Regions from separate parts of the Triticum aestivum genome. Here region 1 is linked to region 2. A link is a contact called in public Hi-C data. All regions are on one chromosome and are shown on one strand. Each heading gives the region's core, a stretch centred on a gene start, on an enhancer-like site or on the middle of the called end of the contact. The rest is flanking DNA. Distances are from core to core; before and after follow the strand shown.

What was found. A called contact is a pair of places that touch in the nucleus more often than the background predicts.
Region 1: a Hi-C map of leaf shows a contact between it and region 2, with 3 times the contacts expected there. The contact joins the promoter of LOC123125998 here to the promoter of LOC123123480 in region 2. A contact is called at or near these places in 2 of 5 Hi-C or Micro-C datasets (both in leaf).

What each region holds. Positions count from the first base shown.
Region 1 is chr5D:528,590,576-528,594,534 of IWGSC CS RefSeq v2.1, forward strand. It overlaps LOC123125998 (zinc finger protein ZAT12), which reads left to right and starts at 2,460. Exons shown (of 1, transcript XM_044546425.1): 1 at 2,460-3,215. The coding sequence starts at 2,556. The coding sequence ends at 2,972.
Region 2 is chr5D:528,344,896-528,348,780 of IWGSC CS RefSeq v2.1, forward strand. LOC123123480 (NEDD8-activating enzyme E1 regulatory subunit AXR1) reads left to right here and starts at 1,305. Exons shown (of 14, transcript XM_044543998.1): 1 at 1,305-1,518; 2 at 2,295-2,467; 3 at 2,567-2,730. The coding sequence starts at 1,442.

The sequences.
Region 1 (3,959 bases), core at 1,210-3,709, 250 kb after region 2:
ACCGTTGGATTCCTCGCGGCGAGATCTTCAAAACTAGATCCCATGTTGATATGTTTTGACGAACTTTTTTTTCATGAAAAAAACCGAACCGGGAGCACGGGTTTTTTCCCTTTCTGAAAGAGGCACGCCTATGCCTCTCACGAAATCACAACCGCGCCTCTCGCGGAAGCAAAACCGTGACTCTCGCGAAAGAAAAAGAAGAAGAGAAAACACCTTTTTTTCGTTTCCGAGGAGGCACGGCCGTGACTCTCGCGAAAGCACAACCGTGCCTCTCGCGGAAGCAAAACCGTGACTCTCGCGATTTTCCGTTTCTGAGAGGCACAGCCGTGACTCTCGCGAAGGCACAGCCGTGCCTCTCGCGAAGGTAAACCGTGACTCTCGCGAAAGGACAAAAACAGAAAACGCGGTTTTTTTTCATTTCCTAGAGGCACTGCCGTGACTCTCGCGAAAGCACAACCGTGCCTCTCGCGGAAGCAAAACCGTGACTCTCGCGAAAGAAAAAAAAACAGAAAACACGTTTTTTTTTCGTTTCCGAGAGGCACGACCGTGACTCTCGCGAAAGCAAAACCGTGCCTCTCGCGGAAGCAAAACAGTGACTCTCGCGAAAGAATAAAAAACGTGTTTTTTCACGCAAATTTTTTATTTCGGATTTTTTGGTCGAAAAGCTAAGGAAGACCGGTGGAAAACCAAAACATCGGAAAAACCTAAAAAAAACTTTTAAATAGCCGAAAACGCGTGCGGAAAAATAAAAATAAAAATCCGGAGGGAGCACCCAGAGCGCAACGCGTGGTGAATGGCTGAGAGCGCGCCAAGTGGCGCTGATTGTTGCGAGGCTCCCGAAGAAGCGCTCGTTAACTAGTGGCTCCCGCCTACCGATACATTGATCAATCTACGATCTTTCCGGAGACGAACTGACAGATATGCGCCGCCGCAGGGCTAATGGTGTTGTCTCGTTTTTGATTGCTTCGTTTCCTTTGTTTTTTTTTTGCTTTAGTGATTGCTTCATTTCCTGCCCGGAGACACAGCTCAGTTCATAATTCATAGCTCTTCTCGTATCAAGAATTAATTCCATGATTCCGCTAGCCGCGGGTCGCTCGATCGGAAAGTCGCAGCAAATCAAAACACACAAGTTGAAGCAGCGGGTGGCCAAGACCAAAGGTGAGGGCATCACCGATATGTCTAAGAGGTGCGCTCAAATTGAATCCATTAAATTTAGACTATATTGTGTACTGTTGAATAATTATATTAGTCAGTATATTGTGCGCATACGCATCAATTCAGGTCGTTTATTTTTGTTATATGAAGTTGGTTAGTTAATCAACTTGACACACACCAAGATTTCCAAGATAGTTGCTCGTTTAACATTTAGGTCGTTTATTTTTGTTATATTACCTTGACTAGCCTATAATTTATACAGTGTTTGAATTTATTCAAATTTCTTTTCTTAAAAACCAAGTATTCTAGAAAGTTTAGGACCACAATTTGCATTTCGCACAGGGGCCTTAAATTTCTGGAGACGGCCCTGCTGTGGATAAACAGACGTCCAGACCAGTTTGCGGACCGATGTGTTAGCGCATTGGACCAGACCGCTCGAGAGAGAAGTAGGAGTATGTCATAAGCTCCACAACAGGGACGTCACTCCCCAGCCGTACCCAACAACAATTGACTTGAATCGGGGTCGTCGCCATCCGTTTCTTGAGTCTCGATATGCACATGCTCATTCATGGCTTGTGGTGCAAAAGAACTAATTTAGCGCGTATTGCAGTTAGCTAGTCAGGATTTGTAGTCATTTCCGTGAAATACAGGCACATGCACACACGCGTACGAGTGCAATGCATGCACACGGACGATCGTTGGAGCGCGTGGCGCATGTGCCATGCATCACGGAGAAATTCCATAGCTGCATGCATGTGGTGCTGTAATTCATGCGGACGCGGCAAGCCATTCTTGGACTGGAGAACAGGAGCAAGAACCGAAACTGGAAACTTGGAACCGTCCATGCAAAAGAAGAGAAAGAACTGTGGAATAGTATGCATGCCCTCATTCTTCTGGCGAAAGAATCGTCGTTGATTGATCCGTCAAATCGGCGCCAGTCAACATAAAGTAGGCCGGTCCATGCAGCAACAAATACCCAACCAGGAGTACAACGGATATGGACCGCGAGCTGTCAAATTATGGTTCCGTCCCATTTCGCTGTCCCTTCGGTCCACATGCACGTAACCGCGTCACGGGCTACCTCGGAGCAGGCTAAGCAATTACTCTAGGCTGACGCGAGCAGAGGAGAAGGTTCTATCTTTCCTGACCTGCGCTTTAGGGGGGTCGCCGCCGATCGCGACGGGCTCCAAGTCGTGCCTCCGCACCGCAGTCGTCAAGCCAGACGTGGTCTACAAGCGATGTACCTGGTGGCTACTAGTACCAGCCACTCCCCACCGCTAGCACTATAAAAGGCTAACCCTGCACGACCGAGCCATATCCACAGCCAATTCCGAGCTCTTCCGAGTGACCGAATCCGCACAGAACTACGAACTCTTGTAGAGGTCATCCGACTAGCCGCCATGGTTTCGTCAATGAAGCAGCAGTACAGAGATGAGGCCGATGCGCCCTCGTCCCTCTCCCTCTCGCTCTCCCTCGGCGCCATCGCCGACCGCAGCAAGAAGATGCGCCGCGGCGCCGCGGACGGGGAGTTCGTGTGCAAGACGTGCAGCCGCTCGTTCCCGTCGTTCCAGGCGCTTGGCGGGCACCGGACCAGCCACCTCCGCGGCCGCAACGGGCTCGCGCTCGGCCTCGCTGCCGGGTCCGATCAGCCGGCGACCAGGAAGACCACGGACCAGAAGCAGGCGCACCGGTGCCACATCTGCGGGCTCGAGTTCGAGATGGGGCAGGCGCTCGGGGGACATATGCGCCGGCACCGCGAGCACGGGGCCGCCACCACGGCCCAGGCACCGCCGGTTCTGCTCCAGCTCTTCGTCTAGCTGGCTAGCGTTTCATTGGTTTCTCTATAGCTGGTTCGATATAGGTAGGCACCCAGTGCAGGTTTACTGGTTCTCCTGTGTGCGCGATTGGATTTGTACATTTGCTGCACACTAGTAGGTGTTGATCCTTGGTTCATTCTCTCATTTTTATGATTATGTACGTATTTAGGACTTGTTCGTTCGTTGATTTCTGAGACTACATACGTGTTACATTGATTTGTTCGTTATTCTGTTCTAACTGAACCGCCTACGAGTTGAGTCGATCAATTCCATGTGTTTTTTTTTTCCAAAGAGGGTCTTTCACTCTATCATTGAACAAATCCCTTGCTACCATTTTTTTTTGCGTCAAAACTTCCGATCTATTCATTTTCAGTCATGGCAGTACAACGAACACCCAAAATAATAAAAACTATACCTAGATTCGTAGATCACCTAGTGATGACTATAAGCACCGAAGCTCCCTTGTCAAGTGGCTGTACCCAAAGAAAAATCCCTCCTAGTGGCGGAGCCAGCAGCTCAAGAATGGGTGTACAGAGTCACCTAAAAATCCTAGTTTTACGCATATTTCCTCATTCATTTGATGTGCATTGTCCTATATACGTGAATTATATATGTGCCATTCAAAATGTTTGCCAAAATAATGATTGTTCACTTGTACATCCAAATCCTAGTATAGCTCCGCCAAAATAATGGCTGTTCACTTGTACACCTTCTCCAAGTGGCTGCGCCAAAGGCATGAAACTCATGGGCCTTCATTTGATGAAGTGAGCACAAACATGATCAAATGTGTAGGCTTTTGAACAACATGTAAAAAGTCAAAAACTAATTTAAAACAAAATTATGGCAATAATAAAACAAGTCCACATAAATTGTGTATCCCCACCTAGATTTGGGTCTTATGTCGTGCACTCACCACAACCAACAAGTTTTGAAACGTATTTGATATACTCATTCGTGGAGGGAGATTAAAAGTCACATAGGCCGTCG
Region 2 (3,885 bases), core at 55-2,554:
TGGAGGCACAGATTTGCTTCCGTGAGAAGCATAGTCGTGCCTCACAAAAAAGAAATGAAAACATGTTTTCTTTTTTTCCTTCCACGAGTGGCAGGGATTTGCTTCCATGATCGTACCTCTCAGAAAACAAAAAAGATGCATTTTTTCGTTCCACGAGAGACACGGATTTACTTCTCATGAAGACATGGATTTGCTTCTGTGAGAGGCACAATCATGCCTCACAGAAAAAGTAGTGAAAAAATGTTTTCTTTTTTCTTTTTTTCTTTTGCGATAGGCAGGGATTTGCTTCCATGATCGTGCCTCTCGAAAAAATACGTTTATTTTTTTCATTCTACGAGAGACACAGATTTACTTCTCGTGAAGACACGGATTTGCTTCCGCGAGAGGTACAGTCGTGCCTTGCGGAAAAGGAAAAAATATGTTTTTTTAATCTTTTTTGCCTTCCGTGAAAGGCACATACTTACTTCTTATGGAGGTACGGATTTACTTTTCATGGAGGCACGGTTCGTGACTTTTGGAAAGGAAAAAACGCGTGCCTCTTTGAAAATGGAAAAAAGTGCTCCCAGTTTCTTTTTTTTATGGAAAAAAAGTTCGTTGAAATCTATTAACATGGAACCAAGTTTTAAAGATCTCGACGCAAGGAATCCTTTAACATGGAGGAATCAAGTTTTTTTCATGATAAGGTGGGAATGATCTTTACAAAGAGTATTCCTTAATTAGTTTTTCTAGCCGAGTATTACTTACACTTTTTTTAGAATCAATATTCCTTAATTAGTTTTTTTAGGGGTAGTATTGCTTAATTAGTTTTTGAACACAACATAGACGCAAGCGCTCATACATACGCGCATACACTCACCGTATGAACACACACACGCACACCCTACCCCTTATGAGCACCTCCGAGAGACTGCGCCGGCATATCATCTTGAGATTTACGAAGCCACCGTAGGTGCCTTGTCATCGATGCACTGAAAGCGCATCGCCGGAAATTCTAAAATAAATCCAGAAATAGTATTTCTTAATTAGTTTTTTGAGACAATAATATTCCTTAATTAGTTTTTTTAGGCAAATATTCCTTAATTAGTGACCTCGTAATGAGTGATGTAAACTCGAATCGGGCCTTCCTGATATCTTTTTTTTGGTGAGGAATCCTGATAGCCTTCTGGGCCAGGCCGACACAAGCCTAGTAGGCCTGTCCTGGTACGTAGGCCGAGAGAATGGGAAGTTGGGCCAGGATGGGCTCTGCGGAGAACTTCTAGCTGGCCTGACGCATTTGCCATAGTAACGGAAAGCGAATAAATGCCTTCTCCCCTGGCTCCGCACTTCCACTTCCGCTCCTCGCTTTATTCCTCGGGGGCGCCGGTGAGGAGGCGGCGCGGCCCGGCGCGGCGAGGCGGAAACCCCCACCGCCGCACAGGGAAGAGACTACGCCTCCGCAGCCATGGCCGCCGCCCCATCCGCCTCCGCCTCCGCCGTCGCCGTTGCCGAGCCCAAGACCAAGTACGATCGCCAGCTCAGGTAACGCGTCGGCGCCCTCCACGGCATCACCCCACCCTTGGTTACATCTCCGCGTGACTGGTGGAACTACGCTCGTCCTCTCGGGCTCGGTTTCGGTAGGGGCGGCGTGTGGTCTAGGGTTTTCTGCTTCCGCTGTGATTCGGCCCGCTGGCCGGCCTGAACTGTCCGAGGGAAGCGGGTGCCCTGCTTCTAGATTCGAAGGCCGCGGGCCTTGCATTGCATGCAGTCGGGGTGGCTGTTGTTGTTCGGGATTTTGGAAGCGCTGTTTGGGTCCTGATTGGAGCGAGTGTTTGGTTGCTGGTTAAGACGGCACTACTTGTTATGTTTATGATGATGTTCAGAACTTCAGATGAATCGTGCTTACATGGGTGGTTCGAGTTCCTGTGCATATGCTAGTACAATAACATGTTGACTGTCCACTACTACATTTGTAGCTCTTTTAGTCTGCACGGAATTTTGAAATCGAGCTATTTGGAAACCAGCAATTCAGCTTATCCAAACATAGTTATCCATGACATCAGGATAGCAACAACATTTACTGATACAAATCTTTGGCGCTCATCAGTGCAAACCAAAACTATAATTCATGACAGTCTTTAATTAATAAATTTAATATGACCCACATTCTATTGTATGGCCTTCTGCCCTTCACTTTTTCTCAGTAATGTCTTACAATAGATGTTCATTATTATCAGCTTAAGTTCCTCCCTACAAAAGCTTATGATGAATATGTGCATATATTGAAAGCTACATGATCTTGTAAATATGAAGTACAGGATATGGGGTGATCAAGGACAGGCTGCACTGGAGAAGGCTAGCATATGCTTGCTTAACTGTGGCCCTACCGGAACTGAAGCGCTGAAGAACCTTGTGCTTGGAGGAATAGGGAGTGTTACTGTTGTTGATGATTCCAAAGTTGAACCGTCGGACCTGGGAAACAATTTTTTGTGTAATGCGAATATGCGATGCTGTTCCTTCTGTTCCTTAAATTCATTTCCATAAAAGTGATGGAATTCATATTTACTGAGTGCTCTGTATTTCTGTTCAGTGGATGAAGGGTGCTTGGGTCATTCAAGAGCAAAATCTATCTGTTCTTTCCTACAAGAGCTCAATGATGCTGTGAAAGCCAAATATGTTGAGGAGTCTGTAGCGACAATGATAGATACAAATCCTTCCTTCTTTTCCGAGTTCACTGTTGTCATTGCTACACAGGTATGTGTTTTGATATACTCTTAACATAAGCTGCAAACGCAGTGATTCATTTGCTGATGCTTTCTGCGTAGAGTTTTAGCTGAATGAACACTTGTGTTTTTTTTAAGCCAAAAAATTGAAGTGATCAAAATCTTGGATGGTAGATTAGGCGGTTTGTAGGGTCAGGGTTATGCATGAGATATATATATATAACTGAATAACCTATGTATTTCTATTACAAATAGTTGTACGCTGGGAAAGAAGTGAATACTTTTGTATATTTAATAGTAAAGCATTTTTTAAGCTGGGAAATATATGGATCGTGGTGGGTGACTACCTGAAATGCCTATTTCATACTATTAGAGAATTAGATGATTTGAGCCTGTGACCACAGATATTAAGCAGTGTTTTCAACCTGCCATGGTAAAAGTTGCAACAAGTCTTTTTGTTTTTTGAGGAAATAAATTAAAGTTAGATAAATATATTTATCCTCTCACATTGAATCTCACATGTTTGGAAATCAATACTACATTTGTTTGCAACTTGATTAAGAAAAAAAGTTGGTCAAACAACCAAATATATATTTGGAAGCTGTTCGACCAAACAGGGTTACCATAATCCAGTGTCAGATAAGTGTCCGCTTAAGGTGAATTGGCATGACACTTTATCTAGTTATATGCAATATGTTACCATAATCCAGTGTCAGTCTGTCAGATAAGATTTAAAGTGACCGCTTAAGGCGAATTGGCATGACACTTTATCTACTTATGCAAATATGCGAGTAAACTTCTCATAACATAGTGGTCTCAAGAAAATTGTTACTAGTAAATCTCCCAACCCATATAGTTACTGGAATTTTCATTTGCGCCAAAATTTCATTGCACTATGCCCAATGCAAAATAAATAAATAAATGCAGGCTTCTGAGTTAGCATTAAATTAAAATTTCTCTTAATGTTCCCTTAAGGATCAACTAACTGCTGTGTGCATAAGAAAATATATGATGTGGTCCACATACTACATATTTGTCCGTGTTTGCAATTGATTATTTATTGAATAGACTGATGATTCAAATGTTTAGTATGCTGTTGTTAGCGGCAAACCTGTTTTCAGTTAACTTCTCCCGTACTTTTGTGAATGTAGATGGAAGAAGAGTTTCCTAGTTTGCTGTTGAAGTC